Regions from separate parts of the Mus musculus genome. Here region 1 is linked to region 2. A link is a contact called in public Hi-C data. All regions are on one chromosome and are shown on one strand. Each heading gives the region's core, a stretch centred on a gene start, on an enhancer-like site or on the middle of the called end of the contact. The rest is flanking DNA. Distances are from core to core; before and after follow the strand shown. Region 1 overlaps Morrbid (myeloid RNA regulator of BCL2L11 induced cell death). Region 2 overlaps Acoxl (acyl-Coenzyme A oxidase-like).

What was found. Hi-C and Micro-C count contacts between places; a contact is called where the count stands out from the background.
Region 1: a contact with region 2 is called in a Hi-C map of nephron progenitors, with 2.3 times the contacts expected there. The contact joins two enhancer-like sites. A contact is called at or near these places in 3 of 39 promoter capture datasets (the C10 cell line, cranial neural crest and liver), 4 of 484 Hi-C or Micro-C datasets (embryonic stem cells and nephron progenitors) and 2 of 115 datasets of contacts at active chromatin or transcription factors (effector CD8 T cells and embryonic basal ganglia).

The regions. Positions count from the first base shown.
Region 1 is chr2:128,337,684-128,340,963 of GRCm38.p6, reverse strand. All of the region lies in intron 1 of Morrbid (myeloid RNA regulator of BCL2L11 induced cell death), which reads left to right. Among named protein-coding and RNA genes, the nearest start is that of Gm14010, 83 kb to the left of the region's middle. Within about 2 kb of position 1,798, at least 119 of the 459 cell types and tissues checked have an H3K27ac peak or open chromatin away from gene starts, as enhancers often do. A contact at or near this core is called in nephron progenitors, where this site is marked.
Region 2 is chr2:128,085,155-128,088,682 of GRCm38.p6, reverse strand. Acoxl (acyl-Coenzyme A oxidase-like) reads right to left here. Exons shown (of 18, transcript NM_028765.3): 16 at 2,254-2,324. Among named protein-coding and RNA genes, the nearest start is that of Bcl2l11, 39 kb to the left of the region's middle. Within about 2 kb of position 1,827, at least 32 of the 459 cell types and tissues checked have an H3K27ac peak or open chromatin away from gene starts, as enhancers often do. A contact at or near this core is called in nephron progenitors, where this site is marked.

The DNA.
Region 1 (3,280 bases), core at 549-3,048, 250 kb before region 2:
GAACCTGGGTCTTCTGGATCATCCAGTGTTCTTGACTGCTAAGTCCTTCCTCTAGCCCCTAGGGCAACGCTCTTAAGGAGAGTAGGTGACACCAGATGATGAAGGCTGGTGACTGTCACGTACACCCAGGTCTGAGGATCCTGGACCACCCAGCCTGGCCTGGCATATGTCTGTTCAGATGGTAGGCCATATTCTCTGAGGCAAAGAGAAACCTTGCTAGGCATCTTCCTTCTTCACTGTACAATGAGGTCTGTGTTCTCCCTGCCCAGCCCACCTAGAGTCAGGAGAAACTCAAATAGTATAGGATAGGATAGCTTTGTAAAGACCCTACTCCGCAGCAGTATGGGGGGGGTGATTCTTAGGTCATTGTGAGACTTTCCCCGGGGAGCACTGGCGGGACTCTCTCCTCTCTCCTCTCTGTCTGCTCAAGGGACAGGGTCTAATCTCTCCTGTTTAACACATACCTGACCATCTCATAGCTGGCTTTACATGCAGGGGCCACTTAGCCTGCCCAGCTGCTCAAAGGAGAAGCCAAAATCCACCTAGAGTTTCGATCCAGCAGTCCTGTTTGGCTCCAGTTGGAAGACTTGGAGAATCCGGCTTCTGGGACTGGGTTCGAGCCAGGTGACCCAGCCCGAGGGAGCCGGAGAGGGTTCCAGGCACACACCTGCCACTCGGGTTTCCACCCCGCAGCGTCTCTTTCCTGGCTTGTGCTTTTCAAGTGCCTCCGTCCTGCAAGATTGACAGCTCACTTTTGATTGGAATCAGAGTGTAGGAAGCGGTCTTTTCAAATTTCCTGTGCAACCCAGCCTGCCAAAAGTCCTGCCACTGGCTGTTTTATTTACCCTGGCCACCAGGCCTCTTGCTCGCTGCACCCTAAGAAAACAGATTGCTGTCGGGAGAAAAGTCCATGCGTGTTTCCTTTCTGGAGGCTGATCAAGTTCTGAAAGAAGGGTTTCCTGCAGTCCATTACACCATTTTGGTTTGTTTTATCCCGTCTCCACCTGCAGAGCAGGGAATTAGCCTGCAGCCCAGGGCTGGGCCAGCAGATGACTACAGGGAAAGGAGAGCTCGTGGGCGTGGAGCTTTCCACAACACACCGTGGCCTTGTTCTCTTTAGCTAGGCATTGTGTGCTGAGGCCCAAGCCCAAATCTGAATAGGATTCTGTGTAACTTGATCTGTTTTCTTTCTTTCCTGTATTCCTGTGAGCCAAATTTAACTTCACTCCAATCTGTGGCCTGTACATATAATGTTCTGCCGGAGGGTGGGGGTGGGCTGGGAGATGTGGGAGAGGGTGTATATGCTTGCGGTTTTTTTTTTCCTATCTTCCCCTTTCTACATTTTTTTTTTCTTTTGCTTGCCTGCGTTGCTCACCCACTGCTCACCCTTGGCCGGGTATAACTTAATATGGCTGTCTTGTCTGCAGCCATTAACCCTTTAGGGAAAGTGAGTGGGTTTTTTTTTTTTTTTCAGTCTCTCCTTAGCAAACCACAAAGTTTCCCAACCCCCACTCCCAGCGCCCCGTTGAGAAGCCTTGGCATTGCTTGAGTTAACAGTTGGCCTCCAGGAAACATGAACTTCCCTAGAAGTGCTTGTGCAGCAATTAATAGGCCTTCACTCAGATATGTAAAAATAGCCCCATGCTTGGAAACCCGCAGTTGAAAGACTCGGCTCCTAGGAGTCACCTGACTAGTGTTGGGTACCTCCTCTTTAAAAGGCTTGTGTCCTAAACGTCCCAGAAATATCCCAACATCGATGTGGGAAGGTTGCCAGGGCAGACAGAAATCCAATGTTCAATTAAAAGCTCCTCCAGCTGTGGCTAGGTCAGGCTTTGGCAGAGGCCAACAGCCTTGGGGTTCATGGGTGTGCCCTGCTGTTAACATGGAGGTGGGGATGGGGGTGCTGTCTGCTCCTCCTTTCTACTTAAGCAGCACCCCCTGCTTTTCATGATGGAGGGAGAAGACAGGCTGACTAAAGAGGGTTGGTAAGGGGAGGGCTCCCCTTACCTCCCAGGGCTGTCTCTTCCCTCCACGAAGGGCCGAATATTGGTCCTCAAGGTGTTGTATCTGGGGGACAGTCAGATAACGCACTGACAGCATAATGGTTTCAATGCTCACTGCTTCCAGAAATCACAAACATTCTGGGAAAACAATAATAACAACACCACCACAGAACCACGGGCCCTATCGGGAGGGGAAGATGTCTTGGGTCATTGCGAGCTATTTTTAGAATGGAAAATGTGCTGGCTCAGAGAAAACTAGTCATGTGCCCCAGTCCAAGTAGGGCACAGTGAACCCTGCCCCATGAGCCTGCTGTTCATTTTTACCCAGCCTTGGCATCTCTTCTCCTTCAAGAAGCCCTTCCAGCCAGTGGGGAAAGCGCCTAGGCAAGAGCCAGCTTCCCTAAACATCACTCCATGAGGACCCACACTTGACTCCTTCTGGGGCCCCTGCTACCTGCTGTCAAGTTGGTTGAAGAAGGGTCAGTGTTCCAATGTGGCTCACCTGCTTCACCTCAGGGCTACCGTGGATGTCCCTGTGGTGGCCCTCTGTCATTTTCTTTTTGTAACCACCATGGTATTTTTCAAGGTCCTGGACGTTCAGTGCATAACTGTCCCTCAGTGGAGTTGGCCATGTTTGCCCAGAAAGAGTAACCCAAACCTATGCTGCCTAGGTACCTGTTGTGGGCCAGGGGCCTACATGGCTTATCCACTGACCTTGACACAATGAGGAAGATATGGGAATGGTAACAAGGGAGTGGTCCACCGGACTGGTACCTCGAGGCACAATCAGGGATACATATGAACTAGAATATGATGCAGTCAAGCCTGGACTTTTGGAAAGGTACCAGCTACATCCCTCGTCAGCTGTCCAGCAGAGGGGACCCAGCAGTGATTGTGAAGGCATCACATGTGTGTGTCTGTACATGTGTAGGTGTCTGTGTCTGTGTGTACATGGAAGCCAGAGAACAGCCTCCGGCATCCGTCCTTAGGCACTCACCGTGGTTTGTTTGGCTTGTTTTTGTTTTCTGTTTTGTTTTTGAGCCAAGTGCTCTCATTGGACAAGTGGGCTAGGTTGGTTGGCCAATGAGCCCCTGGGACCCACCCATCTCTCCCTCCCCAGTACTGAGGTTATAAGCAATTGTCATTTGACCCAGCTGCTTTATAATTTGTGTTCTGAGGCCTGAACTCACTCTATGTTCTGGATTATCACTCCAGGATCTTCCCAGGATCCCAGTTGTGGCTCACTGCCGTACACTGGCCCAGTCTGGCCTCAGCAT
Region 2 (3,528 bases), core at 578-3,077:
TTGGGCTCCCACCCCTAGGGAAGGAGCTATTGGCAATTGACAGCTGCTGGGAAGGGGGATGGATCTTGGAGGAGTTGGGGGAGGGAGACAAATACGATCAAAATACTCAACTACACACACACACATGCATGCATGCATGCACGTACACACAAAAGAATTTTACTACATATAAACTCCAAGTACACCAAAGTGAACATCAAGGGTCAGCTGATTGAGTGTTCAAAATGATCTATTGTTCTCTTACATCCTTTTATACATATCCACAAAAAAATCCTACACATTCCTGTCACACCCACATGGTGGCCTCTCCTAAGTGACATGAAAGAAACCTCAATCTCTTGAAAAAAAAATTACAAAGTAGTCTTCGTAGATATGAGCAAAGCACACATTTTTGTTCAGTGAAACTTCTTTGATGAGGCCTGCTCAAATATCTCGAAGATACTGTAAAAAACACCCACAGACAGCTCTCTCAGTTAGTGTGGTCATACAGTCTGAAGAAACATGAAGGAAAACACAAAATCCTGAGAGGTGCACACATTCCAAAACATCTTGGGAAAGCTTGACCTTCTCCCAAGTCCAAGTGTTTATGTCTAACCAAGTGGACTAAAGGAGCCGTCTCTCCTGGTGCAGCCGTGAGAGGCAACAGGAGGCAGCTTGGGAGGAGGGGTGGCCTTCAGGTAGCTTCTGTTTTTACTCACTTGTCTTAGCTCAGAAGAAATCGAGAGAGGGACTCAGACACATGACCACAAGGGCAACTAGAAGTAGCCGGATGGTGTGGCCTCCTGAGCTTAGTGGTTCTGTTCTCTGAAAACACCTCTGAGATGCCCACATAAGTTTCAGTGAGGCTCACTTACAGGACGGAATGGAACCCAGTAGTCTCTCCCCCTGAACAGGGGTCCAGGTGATCAGGAGAGGAGAGAGAGAAGATGCCGGACAGAATGCAAAGGAAGAGGACGAAGGTTCTGTGTCTTGACCCATGAATGGATAATGGATAAAAGGTGAGTGTCTGTGACCAAGGCTGCTTCAAGGTCACAGGAAACCAACCAGTCCTTGGAAGGACAGGCTGAGGCATGGAGCTCATAGCAGGGAATGAACATCAGTGTGGGAGACCTCAGACTACCAAAACATCTCATGTGCTTAAATCTGTCAGGCCAAGTCAGGGCCTCACACAGCCTGGACTCAGATGAACTGGGCTTCCCAGATAAACTCAACACTTGGAATCAGCAGACCTTCCTTATTATAAAATAAGCATCATTGAAAGTTAAAAAAATAACACAAACAAACAAAAAAAATAGACAGACCAAAAATATCACCCCTTAGGCAAATGAGTTGAAAAATCCCTTAAGAGTAACATCCTATTTTTTTCCCACCCATTTCTCAAGTCAGAAGACACCTGGTAAAGAAACTGTATTTAGGTAAAGAAATGCAACTCCTGGTATACACGGTTTCCTGAAGGCACAGGATGGAAATGACATCATGGAAACACTGGTGTTCAAGGTCAGTATGTACATTTCTAGGTGAAAACAGGAGGCTTAGTCATCAGTGGAAACGTGCGTGTGTCTCTACACTTGCGAGCCGCTTTCTTGCCTTCAGACACAGTTTTTATTAAGATTGCACAGGCTGTTTGCCTGACCTTTATCGGCTCTCCTAAATGCACACCCTAAATATAGGTTATACCGCACTTCTGTCCATGCCATCAGGGAAGAGATAAAATGGTTATTCCTGAGAAGAAAAGGAGTTTGTTTTCGATTCAAGGACAAAGAACCTAAGACATGAGTTGACTGTCTCGACAGTTGACACAAGTGGTCTGATTTGTATGGCATTCCCGCTGGTGACGATAGGGAGGATGGGGCCAACCAGGAAGGTGTGGGATTCTTTGTCTTAATTAAAAAGTATAAATCGGAGACATGGAATTTGGCCAAGTCTCATAAATCTGCTGAAAGAATCGAGACTGTCAGAGAAGTTTAAATAAAACCAACCAGGTCCACTGAGAATCACGTAGGCTCCCTGCTAGTTGTCGACACCCACTTCCCTGTCACTTCTGTGTTCCACAGACTGTGGTTGTGCTCATTAACCAGCCACCCTCCCGCCAGCCACTGACAAGTGTATCCCCGTGGAGCACAAAATTCAGAGATGATAAATTTACTCCCGCTTGTAAAAAAAAAAAAAAAAAACAAAAACCGGTGCTCTCCTCCGGGCAATCAAAAAACGCTAGGAGGCTTTAAGGAAATAAGAATTTAGCTGATAACCTACCTTCATTAGCAAAGCCTGGTCCTCCCTGTTGGGACATTGCCTCACTGCCGTCGTGAACTGCTCTAGTGCAACTGGAAGGGAAGAGACAGAAAGGTGAGTGGCCTCCCTGGGGACTGCCAGCACTGCCATGTGGGGGACAACCTCATGGTTATGGCAAAAACACATGGCATGCTGGGTGTGGCTGCTTGGGGGCATGTAGAGTTCCTTGCCTGCTCACTACATGGGCTGAAATCCGTGTCAGTGACTTCCCCACAGTGGGCTAGGCAGATCACAAGGCCAGCCCGCATCCGTGGGAACCACCAGAAAGTCCTAGGTTCAGCCACTGCATGAGCCATCCTGAGAAAACACTCAATCTCCATTCCAGTGACTCCGTAAAGAGAATCCCAACAGCCTTGGTACCTTTGGTATCTACCTTTAACTACCCTCTTCCACAGTGATTTCCACTGCATTAATTCACTATGTGGTTGAAGCATAATATGTCCCCAGATGTTGACCCAAGCAAGCCCCAGACTTCCCCAGATGTAGTTAGTCATTTTTCCTCAACTTTCTCCAACAGAATGGCTAAGGAAAACACAAGATGGCTCATAGAACAGATTTTAATGGATATTTAAATTAGCCTTACTGGTTCTGGGCATGCTACAGTTTCTATAAAGTACCTTCCTCTTTTCTGTATCTAAGGCCAGTCTCTCATCAAAGGCCTGCTATGTGAGCACTGGTTTTTATCTAAGTAAGCACATAGACTTTTCTTTTTCCCCTACTTGTGGTTTTGACTGTGTTATTTCACTTTTGAAGGTGTTTGCGTAAGATAATTCCCTGCCATCCCTGAACTTCAGTCCTCTTCCTTTGACAGGGATAGATGGACCCTTTACTGTCTAATCTCTCTGGATTGCCCTCTTGCTGCTGGACTCAGTGCTGGGTTCATACACCTGTCCTTCACCACTGCTCTGCTGACAGTTACCACAGCGGAGCCTTGCATACAAACACTGCAGGCTGCCTCAACCAACCGGGCACAGCGATGCACTACCCTAGGCTCCATCCCAACCTGAACAAAGCCTGCATGAGTGGAGAGATTTAAATCTGAAAGATTTCCTGGAGACCTCTGTTTGGATGCTTTGTCCCCAGGTGCTATTTTGGAAGATTCTAGAAATGTTTGGATTTGTGTTTAGCTAGTGGAGACAGACCATTAGGGGTGGTTTTGAAGGTAATTCCTGGTCCTGCCTCCCCGAACCCCCTACTCTGTGATTCCTGGTCTGTTGTGGTGAGAACATCTTCTGC